3 separate regions of the Mus musculus genome follow, and all the other regions are linked to region 2. The links are chromatin contacts, called in public Hi-C and HiChIP or PLAC-seq maps. All regions are on one chromosome and are shown on one strand. The core of a region is the stretch at or near the end of the contact, and the rest is flanking DNA. Distances in the headings are between cores, read along the strand shown. Region 1 holds the start of Slc15a2 (solute carrier family 15 (H+/peptide transporter), member 2). Region 2 overlaps Ccdc58 (coiled-coil domain containing 58). Region 3 holds the start of Eaf2 (ELL associated factor 2).

Region 1 (4,174 bases), core at 4-2,503, 690 kb after region 2:
GTATGTACCTCTCTAACCACCCTTAACAAGATATGATAAACTATATATAAAAAACTTAGTCTGCCTTTTACCCATGTGGATATGAATAAATCACCTTTCTATATACATGTTACTGCATGATAACAACTTGATTGAAAGATGCACTGAGTTGAAATTATTACCTTTGCAGCTCTCATCCTGAGAACTATGTAACATAGAGTTTATTTAACATTAGCGGCATACACTCTCACTGATTGGATTAACATGCAATCCTTACTGAAGTGACACCAGTACTCCGCTCTGTGTTTCATTTCTGTTACTTCAAGGAAATCAGAATCATACTGACCTCATGGTTGATACTAAGAACTCAGCAAATAATTGGTTATTATTACTGTAGCCTTTCTACAAAGAGGATTTTAATATGATATGAGAATCGAACAAGGCGATACAATCGGAAGTGCTTTAACGAGTACGAAATACAAAATATTATTCTTTGTTCCTCTATCCAACCTCCCACTTTAAAGTAGGGACACTTAGTAACAGAGAGTGGGTCTATTCTAAAGCTTTTTTGGTGTCCAAAAAAAGAAGGCTCTGCACACAAGGGAAACTAAAGGCTGAGTTTTGGTATTGGTAAGGAAAGAACAATCACACACAGTTCTCCAGACAGGAATGCTTGCCAAGTCTCCCTGGACATTCAAAGTGCTTTTTCTCCCCCAGGGAATATGCAATGAAACAGAGCAAAACTCTGGGGCCCAACTGAAAAAAAAAATCTGGCTAACCCACCCTGTTGCTTCCTTCCCAAAACAGAAGAGTCTAGAATTAATTTTCAGGTGAATTCTAATTCCATGAAAGCAGTAGTTTTTCTGCTCTAATACAGTTCAGCACAAAGTTCCAACAGCCAACGAGAAACTTCAAAAGACTTCCGTATGCTATTACTGTCAGAGACAAACCGAACTTTGGGACTCACCGGAGTTGACTTCTTTGGAGGGCTTGGAGGTCCAGGCAGCATCTCTTCAGTAGAGACAGGTGAAAAGAGCGTTTCCTTGGACTCATTTTTCTGGAAAGGATTCATGGCTGGCTCCTTACTCTCTCTCTCCTCAAGCATTTGGCTTCAGTAGGCAGCTAGGACTGCTGCCAGCCTACAGTGAAAAGGGGGACTAGGGGGAGGAGGGATAGCTACAGCAAATAGGTTTAACCCTGTGGGTGTCAGTTTCAGTGGCTGCCTGCCTTAGAGCAGAACTTGAAGCTATAGGAAAAGAGAGGGGCTGCACGCTGATTGTGCCAAAGGTAAGGCATGGGGAAGTAAGAACAACACGTCACAAGTCACGAGATGAGAAGAAACAGTGCTAGAGAATCGATTAGGGTTATCTGTTTGAGAAAAATACCTCTGCAAATGAGGACTAGATAGTACTCAAGAATGCAGCATCTTGGCTAGGCATACAGCTCAGTGGTAGAACATTATGCCCTGCAGGTCCTGAATCTGATTTCTAATGGCATGTGGGGGTGGGGGCGGGAAGAATACAACAGTGTAAACACAGAAGGCTGATTTCAGATTAATAATATCTGCCATTATTGGGCACTTATTATGTGCCATGTTAATGTATATGCGTTATTCATATATGTATGCATGCATACCTTTGGTTTTCATACATTTTACTGCTATCTTTATTATACCACAATTATTGTTCCAAGAAATCAGGAAACTTATCTAAAAATCACAGGGCCAGTAAAGTGGCAGATCTGGAATTTTCACTATGCAGAAACAGATAGGAAAAGCAGAGACAGGTATCAGCAGTCAGTCGTGCAGGTATGGAAGCCACAGAAGTGGAAACGCAGGGAGGCTAGGAAGTCAAAATGCTGTGAACAAGAAGGAAAGTCATCACAGAACTGAATCTGAGAATAAGAATGATCCGGGCTTAGGTTTTCAACATCATAGCATTCAGCTAGAAAATCCTGTAAGTAAAAAATACAAGGTTAAAGAAAATGACAGGGAAAAGAAGAGTTGGTAATGGCCCTTGCTAAAGTCGCTTTCTGTATTTTCAATTTATCTCTTCAAAAATCAGTTCATTCATTCATTAAGAAATAAAATTTAACATGTGCAAAAAATTATGAACCAGTTGCTTTCTAGGTATTATTGCAAGCATTAAATGTTCTTAACTTTCAGTGGATTTTATTCCGACGCTAGAATACTATACTCAGTCCCTTGTCAGACAAGCAATTGGAATACACATTGTGACAATAGATACATTATACCCTACATTGAATTGAATGTATATAAAATTGAAAGTGTAGTACTATATATCACTGATGTAAAAGCATTGGCTTTCACTGTGACATTTCCACACATGCGCGTCACGCGGTCTGAATGAACACAGTCTCCTTGCATTTCCTTCTTTCTCCCCTTGGTGTGTTACTTTTGCTAATCCAAAGAGGTAAGAGAAGCACAAAAGAAAGGGGGAGATATTGCCAAAGGCTACAAAGGACATTTTCTGCACCTTGGGGTTACACCCTGAGCACTAACCCACCAAGTCAGGCAATGTCAAGATGAGTGATTTCATTGGCGAATGCAAGAGAGGAAACTGAGAACGAAGAACAAGGAAAAGAGGACAATGTAGGGGAAGGAATATGAGCAAATTAAAATTCATACATATATGAAATTTTTTAAAAATGCATTATTTTCTATGTTAACTAAGAAAATAGTAAAATGAGAAGTAGGGGGAACAGGATAGAAAACTCTATGGCCTTATTTCTTGCAAAATTCGTACATTATCCGTTTGAATGACTTTTCAACAAATGAACCTTTCCCCCCCTAAACTTTAACTTGGACTTTGACCAGGTTCTCTCAGGTTCTATTGTAGTTTTCATCTATTTTCTCTTCCACCAACCTTTACCCAAAGAATAATCCCGTTTTACTTCTGCCTGGAGCATTAATGATTAATCTGTAGTTGTTCTTTTAGGAAATATTGCCTTTCCTGACCTAACTCAGTTAAATACTGAATCTAAAATAGGCAGAACTTTCTGGTCAGGTTACCTAGTAGAGGCACGAGCGTAGTGTCGACTTATTAAGTTACCGGTTTCCCTTGCCTTGGCCTTGAACTTCTAGACGGTGTTTACTTCAGAAGAACAGATGAAGTAGCACCCATATGCACAGCCAGAGGTCCCCGGTTGCCAGGCTCCAGAGCGTGAACTTTGGTTTTCAAACCAATTTCTATGAAATCTGTCTTTTTGCAAGACAAGGTCTTGCTGATCTTCCTACTTAGCCAAGGATGGCCTTGAATGTCTCTGATCCTCCGACTTCTACCTTCAGCATTGCTGAGCGCTGGGAGTCCAGGAATGAGCGGCCAACTCGTTTCAAGTTTATGTAGTGCTGGAGACTGAACTCAGTTCAGGGTTTTGTGAGTGCTAAGCAAGCACTCTACCAACTAAGTCATAGCCCAAAGCCTGAAGTTTATCTCTGGATAATGGCAATACAATAACAGCATTTATTCACAGAGTCAAATAATATCAGAGATATAAGAAATCTGAAGCATTCCTTAGGTAAATTCAGCTTCTCTGATGCTAAGGATCACCTAGAGCAATAGCATATTAAGATGCTTGCTTATACTCTTGTTTCTGGTAGGTCGGCCTGAAACAGAAGGGTACAAGTCCAAGAGATACATAAGAAAAAACATCTTTGACATAGAATTAGTATTAAACCCTTCAGAGATAAAAAAGGACAATAGAAATAATAGAAGAATCTGAATATCAGAATCAAACATCAATGACAAAAAAAAAAAGGATATTTGTGGCTTCTGTGTTATGACAGCATGGAGTAAATTTTTCAATTATTTGTAGAAATGAGCTCTAATATAAGTTGTCAGAGAAGCAAATATAAAATTAAAAATAAATTGTGTTTAATAATGTCCAAAATATAAGAATCAGCCCCCCACAAAATTGTATTTAATTATCAGCAACAAATAAATAGATAAGGGAACTTAGAATACCAATCTTAGTAACATAAGAAGTATCATGAAACTTAGTAACATGAAGATATCAAGCATTAGTGGAAGAAAGAGAAAATGAAAGACTTGAGTTTGTGAAGGCATGATATAATCATGATTTGGAAGGTACATATTATGAAAATGTCAGTAGTCCCTTGTACCTGGAGCAAAAGATCCCAGTAGGTTTTAGGAATGAAAAAAAAAATGACTACTTG
Region 2 (4,406 bases), core at 1,201-3,700:
GTATCTACCCTATCACCATTCCTCCAGCACTGGGTGCTATAGTTTTAACTCTTTACAGTTCAGAATTCCTATTTTTCTCTTGCAGTTGAAATGGATGCAGTCAGAACTAAATGTCGAAGAAGTGGTAAATGACAGGAGCTGGAAGGTAGGAAATAATGTTGATTTTTATAGAGAAATAGGAGAAAAACTGAACAAGCAGGAGACAACCAGGGGAGGGCAGTGCAGGCAGGCTCTGAGAACAAAGAACCCCAGCAACGCTGAGGGTGTGAGTGCTGTTAACTTCAGAGGATCTGTGACCTACAGAGGGGGGTTAGATACGTTCTTTGTATCTCCTAACACTAACTGTATATGGTTAACATTCAGAGTTTTTACTGTAGTAAAGAGAACTTTCAAAGAGGTTATTTGTTAAACTTAGCCTTTTGTGTAGTTACTTTTCATAAAAACAAAGTTGCCAGCATTATTCTGCAATTGTGTCGGTTAATATTCATGGAGTCTCATTGAATGCAGTTACACAGGGAACACTAAGGAGAAGGAAAGAGCAGGCAGACTTAGCTCCCCCACTCTCCTCTAGGTCTCATTAGGGTTAAATATTAGCCGCTGGGCACTGACTGACTTCTGGCATTTAATAATTGCTTATCTCGTCAGGAGCTTTGGTTGCAGAAATAATTTTGTTTCACAATGTTCACAAACAAGGAAGAAAGAGAAAGAAAAGAAATAAAAGCAAAGCAAAGCAGTCGTTAAGCAGAGCGATGCTGGTGTCTTGCTGTGTGACCTTCCAGATTTCATATGCATGGCCAGGCTTGTTAACTGTTTTTAAAGTCGTGAGTGAAATCATCCTCTACCTACTTGTAGTCACCTTTTTTTTTACTGTGTCATTAAATTTAAAAAGACTCACAGCATGCGAAGACATGACCAAATTACAGACTATAAATTGAGTGTCTTATGGCATTTCTTTATCCTGTCTTCCTGGCCAAAATGTAGCCTGAACTTGTCCTTCTATCAGCTTGAGGGCTGTGCTCCTTGGAAGGTTTGGCAATGATTGTATATTCATACATTCTCTGAAGAAGATAATTTACTCTGGGGCTGATGTGAAAGGGGTGTGGTGAATGTCTGGCTTTCGAGAGGCTGTCCAGAGGATTTTGGAACACGCCAAGTGTGATAGAGTGGAACCTTTTGGATGTGATATCCAGGTGCTCTTCAGTATGCTGGGATTACATCCCAGGAGACCCAAGTGTTCTCAGGACACTTAGCAGTGGGCTGCGCTTAGGCATCAAGAGAGTATTATTCTATCATTAGCCCACAGAAAAGTCAAAACTTAGCCAGGCATGGTGGCCCATAACTCAGGAGGCTACAGCAGGAGGATTGTGAGTTTCAGGCCAAGCCAAACAAATAGCAAGTTCAAGGCCAGTATAAACCACAAAGCAAGACCCTGCCTCAAAATGCAAATTCAAACCATTGACGGGTGTGCAGTGAGCATCTGCCTCTGCTGTGAGGTCTTCCGCTTGGAGGGAGGGATGTGCTTTCACGTGCCGGCGGCTTGCTCCTTGTATTGAGTTTCCTTTGTCACAGAAGTATGATGAATGTGTATGTGTTCTTTAACGCACATCAGAAGTCTTCTCACATAAGAATGTTAATCGCTTCCTTATCCTTTTTACACCGTTGACCCCTCTGAATTCTTCTACCAAGAACTTTCTGTAACTAGCCCCATTTAGTCTAAAGGCTTTCTCGACATTTCTGAGATGTTGTTTCAAATTTTTGGAAGCAAGGTGATCAAAACAAGAAATACACAAATACACATAATTTAGCAGAAGACAGGTCCAGCCAGCAAATGGGTGCTGACATTGTCTACTGAATGTTACCAAGGTATACATTATGCTTAATTTGGTGTGCTAAAGAGACTTACTGTTTCCGAACCCTACATCATGGTAACATACTCCAATTCTGTTGATCTGAATTTATATCCAGGCTGATTTATACAGGATATCTGGGTGACTTTTGTTTCTGTTTGAATATCTTAGGTGTTTAATGAACGCTGCCGAGTTCACTTCAAGCCTCCAAAGAATGAGTAGAGAGAGAGTTTTTTTAAGACTCGGTCATCTCATCGCCTGGGCATGACAGATGTCAGCAGGGCCAGGTTCTGAGGGTGGTCTCTGAGCCAGCAGGCTGAGACCTTTGGTTGGTTCAGCCCCATTCAGCCAAGACCTCAAGTCTAATTCTCATAATTATAAAATAATCAATTGCTATTTTATACTGATTCTGTAAAAAATGTTTTGTAACTATTAAAATAATTTTCTGACTCTGTGTACATATTTATTTGGTGACTTTACAAGTTGAGAGTTTGTACAGAGTTTCTATGTCATTATGCCTGCCTGAGTTTATTGGCATGGGTGGGGCTATAGATTAGTTTCTCTTTTGTCATTGTGGGTTTATTTTAAAGGAGCAGAATCGGACTAGAGAGACGATCAGTGGTTAAGAGCACTGGCTGCTCTTCCAGAGGACAGGTTCCATCCCTACACCCATAGGGCAGCTCACAACTGTCTATATCTCTAGCCCCAGGGGATCTGATGCCCTCTTCTGGCCTTCATAGGCACCAGGCACATATGTGATACACAGACATACATTTAGGCAAAATACCTGTACTTGTAAAATAAAAATAGACAGAGGAAAAAAAATGACAAAATCAAGCTGGATTCCATCCAAACAAACACAGTTTTTCTTCTTCAGGCTGGGCGTGGTGGCTCGTGCCTGCAGTCCAATGCCTTGGGAAGCTGATGTGGGAGCATTACAAGTCTGAGACCGTCTGGGGCTGTATAGTAAGGACCTGTCTCACAGCCAGGCTGCAGTGGTGCACGTGTTCAATCTCAGCTCTTGGGAGGCAGAGGCAGGTGGAGCTCTTGAGTTTGAGGCCAGCCATAATGAGTTCCAGGACAGCCAGGACTACACAGAGAAACCCTGTCTCAAAAAAACATTTGTCTTGTTTTTACATATAAAATAATTTGGGTTGGGGTTAGTGATGTTTCCTAGACAGTTTTCCATGGACATAGAGAAGTGTAAGCTCTAGAAAAGGAAGGGGGTAAATGACTAAAACAAGAGCCCTATTGGATTTGAGAATTTTCAGCAGTGAAGAGAAGTACTTTGTACTGGGTACTGGCTATCTGTGGCCATAGAACAGACCATCCCAGGTTAACTGCTTGGTGTCATCCTATTAATATTTTCTGTGTCCCAGTCCTGTGGTTTCAAAGCCCAGATAGACTGGATTCAGGGTGTGGAAGCTGAAATGCAGCTTGGAATGAGACTGGCTTTTGTGTCCACAGAAAGGGGGCGTGGGGGGTGGGGGGGGGAAGAGGGGCTCTTTTGAGTTCTTTGACCTTGGTGGCAGAAATTAGATGCATGAGTTGTGGTGCATTTTATTCCCTGAGTCCTGCATTTCTCAACACATGGATCTTATTTCTCCATTGTCACGTTAGCCATGGTGTTTTAATGTTCATGGTTCTGCAGTCTCTCTGACTTCCTTTCCTGCTGTAAGCCAGACCAGTGACATTCAAAGGGTTCTTCTTAGCTTATTAGCTCTACCATATTGCTGCATTTCTCTAACAGAGGCATTTGGCTGATCTATATTATCACTCTTGCCTTGTAATGTAGCAATCACAGATGTGATTAGGGAGGACAGACGTCCTGCTGGTTTGGATTCTGTTTAGTCATGATTTAACTGAAGCATGTGGCTCTGGCTTGTCCGGCTTCTGGTGGGCCTGAACCTTCAGCATGATGATCTTCACCAGATTATGTTCCTGGAAGTCAGCCATGGAGGCAGAAGAGTTTGCTGTTTAATCGACAGAACATTTTGGAGTGTTTACGGTGTGTGTTTGTTGGAGATACTGATAATATTCTTTTGGGACCTTACTCAGGATAGTGCTTACCTACATAATACATACGTGACTCTAGATTTGATCTCCAGCCTCCTTCCCCCCCCCCCCCAAAGAAAAGACCTTAAGGTGGCACACACCTTTAATCTCAGAATTTGGGAGGTAGAAGCAGGCAGATCTCTGAGTTCAAGGCCAGCCTGGTCTATATAGCGAGTTCCAGAGCCACATAGACCCTATCTGGCAAAAAGGTTGGTTACAGTTACCATATAGCCTTTTCCATGAGAAAAAAAATTTAAAAGACAATATTGAAAATCTTTTCTGTGGAGTTGGTCTGTAACAATTTTTAAATGACATGAGATAAAAGTCTGAATGGTGTAGATGAAAATACAGCTAGGATCTTGATGGCAGTCTCGGGGAAATACAGATTCTCCATTAAGATTGTATGAGCTTTCCAGACTGTCAGATCTGCTATCAAGAGTGCTTTCTAGCTAATCCAGTCATGTTAAGGAGCCTGAATTAATCCAGTGTGACATTAATTGAGCA
Region 3 (4,501 bases), core at 318-2,817, 740 kb after region 2:
GGGGCATTGAGAGGTCAGTTAAGAACAGTACCTTGCTTTTGGAAAGGGGAGAGACAGAGAGACAGAGAGAGAGAGGGGGAGGGAGGGGAGGGAGGGAGGGAGGGAGGGAGGGAGGGAGAGAAGGAGAGAGGGAGAGAGAGAGAGAGGGAGAGAGAGAGGGAGGGAGAGAGGGAGAGAGACTATGGCTGCACAACACTCACTGATTCATTGTGGGGAACTCTGGATGGTAACCCAGAGCAAAATAAACAAGGAGCACTACTGAAGTTCTGTTGGTAAACTTCTCCCATTTATTCCACCAAAACATGATATTTTTGCTTAATGCAGCCTTTTTATAAAGCTTAAATATAATCAATGGAAGGTTAAACCCATTGGTTCTTCCTACATTTACTCTGAGTTATTATAGATGAATTGTCTACAACTTAAACTTTGAAGACTGAGTTTTAAATGAGTGTTTTTCAGAATATAAACCTTGTAAGGAAAAGGACAGAATGGTGGAGAATGTAGGACAAGCAGACAGTAAAGAAGAGCTGGGCTGCAAAAGAGATGTGAAAAAAAATCTACAATTTCACACACACACACACACACACACACACAGAGGTCACAACTCAGTGACCTTTCCCTTATGCGCTAGAATTCTGTGGCCTATTATGCAAAAAAGAAGTTTTACATACAAAATTAAGTTATATTTTTCGTGCTGGCATCTCATTTAATTACTAAAACGAAAAGGCTCATTATAACCTCTTTTTCAACAATATTAGAGATAACCTATTAAAATAGATCCCAGAGAACAAAACACCAAAGGGTAGAAATCATTAGGAGGTAGATTTTTAAAGTAAAGAAACTAGATAAAAAAATCTTTCAATTTTTGATAATCAGTAATTACTTAGTTGACCATGAAATCTGAGATGGAAAGAGATACAAACGATTGAGACAGCTGACAATCTCTTCCCAAGAACAAACTAAATGGGAACCCTCATCAGCCAGAATGGGGAAGAAATGTCCTTGTGGCCTCTCCACATCACTTTTGCCCTGCATTCGGTCCTTTGTTCCATCTGTCTGTCACCTTTTCAAACTCTGCACCATCCACTTGTCACGCTAGTCTCCACAGCCACCCGTGCAGATCGTCCCACAAAACTTCCTCTCAGGTCTGTCAGTCTCACTTAAACCCTTCCAGGGTTCTCCTACACTGTGGGACGCCAGGTGCCTGCACAGAGGCTGGCAACTGGGTAGTGGATCACTGTGCCATCTGGTCTCCCGGGGAGCAAAGAGCGGCGGGGACAGAATTACAGAATCCGGAGGAGTCTGTCTCCATACCACCCTCCCATCCCAGAAGGAACCCGGGGTACAGTCTGCACTCACAGCGCACGGTGTGGAAGGCACAGCGCGGCTGCTTCTCGAAACTTTCGCCTAGCTTGAGAACCCGCTCGCGACGGTCCAGGTATGCAAGTCCCGCTGGTCCACTCATCCTCGTCCCCTGCCTCCCGCTTTTGGCCTTCGCCGTCCCCTGCCACAGCCTCTGGAACAGCTGCACTGGCTGCGAGCTTGAGTTCGGTGCCCGGGACCAGCTCCTTTCACCTCCAGACGCGTGCGGCCGCCCCTTGGAGCGCCCCGAGTCTTGATTGGCTGTCTGGAGACACCTGCCCCGCCCCTCGCCCCAGGGCCCCGCCCCGCCCCTGGCCACCATCCCCGCCCCTAGCCCCCTTCCCGCGTCGCGACGCACACAGCTCGGCGGAGACCGCCTCGCTGAGGTACGCTGTGCGGGTCGGGCCCTGAGGTGGACGGACGCGGGGAAAGAGATGAGGTAACAGACCCGAGATGGCGGCTGGGATGGAGGAAAGGCCCTAGGGGGGCGGGGAAGCTAGGACGCCAGACACCCAGGGCAGAACTGCCTGGCGGGGCCTGGTAACGGGAGCGTGGGCCTCCTCCGCGCCGGGCCCGCAGGTTTGGTGTGGAAACGGACGCCTGACGAGAGGTGGCGGCCGGGCCCAGGCCTGGGGCCTCCTGAGGCCTAGCTGCTCTGAGGCGGGTCTGGAACCCCAGCCGCGCCCCCTCAGGTGATGTGACCAGACTGGAAACCTCTGGAAGCCGCGCAGTTACCTTTAAGGGCCGTTCATTTATTTATTTTTTCTTCTTTCTTTCTTTCTTATTTATTTATTTATTTATTTATTATTTTTTAATTAGCCCTTTAAAAACACAGGCTTTTCCCGCCGGGGTTAGGACCTGAGGAGGGGGCGTTTCCGGAGGCGACGGAGAAGCCTAGGGTTAGGGGTAACTGACTGCTGTACGTTTGTTTCTGGCATTTGTTTCTGTAGTGATTCCTGGAAGCACTGAAGAGCGCGGCCTTGGGACTCTTGATTTCTCAGAGATCAGTCTAGCAGTAGGGTAAGAGCGTCAATTGATTGATAATTGCCTTCACACACACACACACACACACCCCACCTCACAGAAGTGTTATGAAGTAGGAGAAAGCGTGCTTTGTATTGGAGGATTATTCAGAGAAAGTCTACAGTGAGCCCCCTCAGGTGATTCTTCAGGTTAATTGTGGCATCAGACTATGCTTTCAGCACTTCTACCTTAAATAGGTTTGTCAATTTATTTTTTTCAGATGGATGAGGGATTATTTTTTGCCTTCTACCCTTTAAAGATACAAGGAGAGATTGTTCAATGTATTTATGCACGAAGGTTCTGAAGCCAGAATCTCTGGGCTTGTACGTCAGCTTCATACTCTCAATGTGATTTTTGTGCAAGCAAATCAAACAAATGTGTTTATCATTAGAATTGGGGAAATAATAATAGCTATGTAAAAAATAATGCCATTCCTTAGAATTGTTGAGGTGGTTAAATGAGTTAATACATGCTCTCTAAATAATTATTTTGGGTTCAGCAATACTTTCATATTTTTAGACTTAATCATTGCTGAATGCCTTATAAATTTTGAAGTCTAGGGACAAGGGATGGCTATTATGTTCATAGATGAAAACACTGGTTTAGAGAAACCCAGGTGGTTGATTTTGTGGCCATCTAATGTCAAGAGGGATTTGTTCAGTGGCACAAGTGAGTGGATGTATACTTTCACATTGATTTTATTACCATATTGTATAAAGTAATTTGCAATCAGAATGGCCACCAGTGAAGGGAATGTTTAAGCATATTTTGATGAATTCTTACAAAGAACAGGATAATGTAGACACCGGAAAGAGTAAGACAACATGCATTCTCTTGGAAAGTTTTACATCTTCTACATGCTAGGAATGTTATTGGGCTTTCTTTAAAATAGTTTCAGTGGATTTGTCTATTAATGATTTATATTTTACTCAAGAAGAGGGTCTCACTATAGTTCTGGTTGTCTTGAAACTCACTATATAGAGGTCCGTCTTGAACTCACAGAGATCCACCTGCCTCTGTTTCCCAAGTGCTGAGATTTAAAGGCATGTGCCACTATGTCCAGCTAAGTTTTATTTTTCTTAACTGCACATTTAAGATGATTATGGTAACTATTTCATAACCCCATTGAAAGGATAAAATAATGCATTAAAACCCATTTAGCACAGTTCTTCATAATAAATATGTTTATTAATTAAAATATGTTTTATATTAATGATACTATTGAGCTTCAAATACTTATATAGAAAAGTTATAAAGAAAAGTTTTAGTAAAAAACTATAGAAAACTACCTAGAAAACTATATAGACTTATATAGAAAAGCTTTAGTAAAAAAAAATTGAGGTGTGGATTTTTGAATTTTAGAATTGATAGACTATAAGTAATTTTAAATTTTGTTATAATTTCATAACATTTCTTAGGTCTAGTATGTGGGGTTTTCCAAACCATCTCCAGGTTCAGTGATTAGGTGGACGGGCTCACAGGATTCAACACATACATTGTCTTATTTGTAGCTGTACTTTATAGTGAAGATATGTAAAGCAAAGTCAGTAAAGTGAAAAGATCATATAGGATACAATCCGCAGAAAACCAAGCACAGTCTTCCAAGACCCACTTCTAGTAGAATTACAGAGTATACATAATTTCTTAAGGAAAACAGTTGTGACCATACCTGTGAAGTATTTTCTATTAGAGATGCCTATCAGACACTCAGTGACCAGAATTTTTACTGGTTTGTATTGAAAGATTGGTTCTTTATGCCAATACTAAGAGGTAATGGAACCATCAAGATATCATTGGGCTCACCACCCTCAAAAGAATTGATAAAGTTTTTGTAAGAGTTTAGATAGTCCTTAAGAGAAGACTGTTAATAAAAAGGCCTGCCCCCCTCCTTAGTCTCTCTCAAGTCTTTTGTGCTATATATCTTCTATTCATGCTATCATACCATCTGTAATATGGGAAAGCCAAGACAATTTTCACCAGAAGCCAGTGCCCTGACATAAGGCCCTTGAACTTCCAGAACTGTGAGCTAAATAAACCTCTTGGTAAAATGCCTCAGGTATCTATTATGTATTGAAAATCAGACAAAGAAAATACCAGAATTCTCAGAATCTAAAAG

What was found. Hi-C and Micro-C count contacts between places; a contact is called where the count stands out from the background. HiChIP or PLAC-seq counts read pairs in DNA pulled down with a chosen protein or histone mark.
Region 1: a contact with region 2 is called in an H3K27ac HiChIP or PLAC-seq map of embryonic stem cells, with 7 times the contacts expected there. The contact joins the promoter of Slc15a2 here to the enhancer-like site in region 2. A contact is called at or near these places in 11 of 39 promoter capture datasets (the 3T3-L1 cell line, 3T3-L1-derived adipocytes, the HPC-7 cell line and 6 more), 3 of 115 datasets of contacts at active chromatin or transcription factors (all in embryonic stem cells) and 3 of 9 other capture datasets (adipose tissue, embryonic stem cells and liver).
Region 3: a contact with region 2 is called in a Hi-C map of the N1E-115 cell line, with 10 times the contacts expected there. The contact joins the promoter of Eaf2 here to the enhancer-like site in region 2. A contact is called at or near these places in 11 of 39 promoter capture datasets (the 3T3-L1 cell line, 3T3-L1-derived adipocytes, the HPC-7 cell line and 6 more), 1 of 15 datasets of contacts at CTCF or cohesin (pro-B cells), 24 of 484 Hi-C or Micro-C datasets (the AML12 cell line, the G1E-ER4 cell line, the N1E-115 cell line and 14 more), 5 of 115 datasets of contacts at active chromatin or transcription factors (embryonic forebrain and embryonic stem cells) and 1 of 9 other capture datasets (embryonic stem cells).

What each region holds. Positions count from the first base shown.
Region 1 is chr16:36,783,709-36,787,882 of GRCm38.p6, forward strand. Slc15a2 (solute carrier family 15 (H+/peptide transporter), member 2) reads right to left here and starts at 1,254. Exons shown (of 22, transcript NM_021301.3): 1 at 947-1,254. The coding sequence starts at 1,084.
Region 2 is chr16:36,089,816-36,094,221 of GRCm38.p6, forward strand. Ccdc58 (coiled-coil domain containing 58) reads left to right here. Exons shown (of 5, transcript NM_198645.2): 4 at 86-145; 5 at 2,019-2,303. The coding sequence ends at 2,069. Among named protein-coding and RNA genes, the nearest start is that of Gm41450, 11 kb to the right of the region's middle. Within about 2 kb of position 2,451, at least 7 of the 459 cell types and tissues checked have an H3K27ac peak or open chromatin away from gene starts, as enhancers often do. A contact at or near this core is called in the N1E-115 cell line and embryonic stem cells, where this site is marked.
Region 3 is chr16:36,826,692-36,831,192 of GRCm38.p6, forward strand. Eaf2 (ELL associated factor 2) reads right to left here and starts at 1,568. Exons shown (of 6, transcript NM_001113401.1): 1 at 1,360-1,568. The coding sequence starts at 1,465. It overlaps Iqcb1 (IQ calmodulin-binding motif containing 1), which reads left to right and starts at 1,709. Exons shown (of 15, transcript NM_177128.4): 1 at 1,709-1,801; 2 at 2,313-2,382.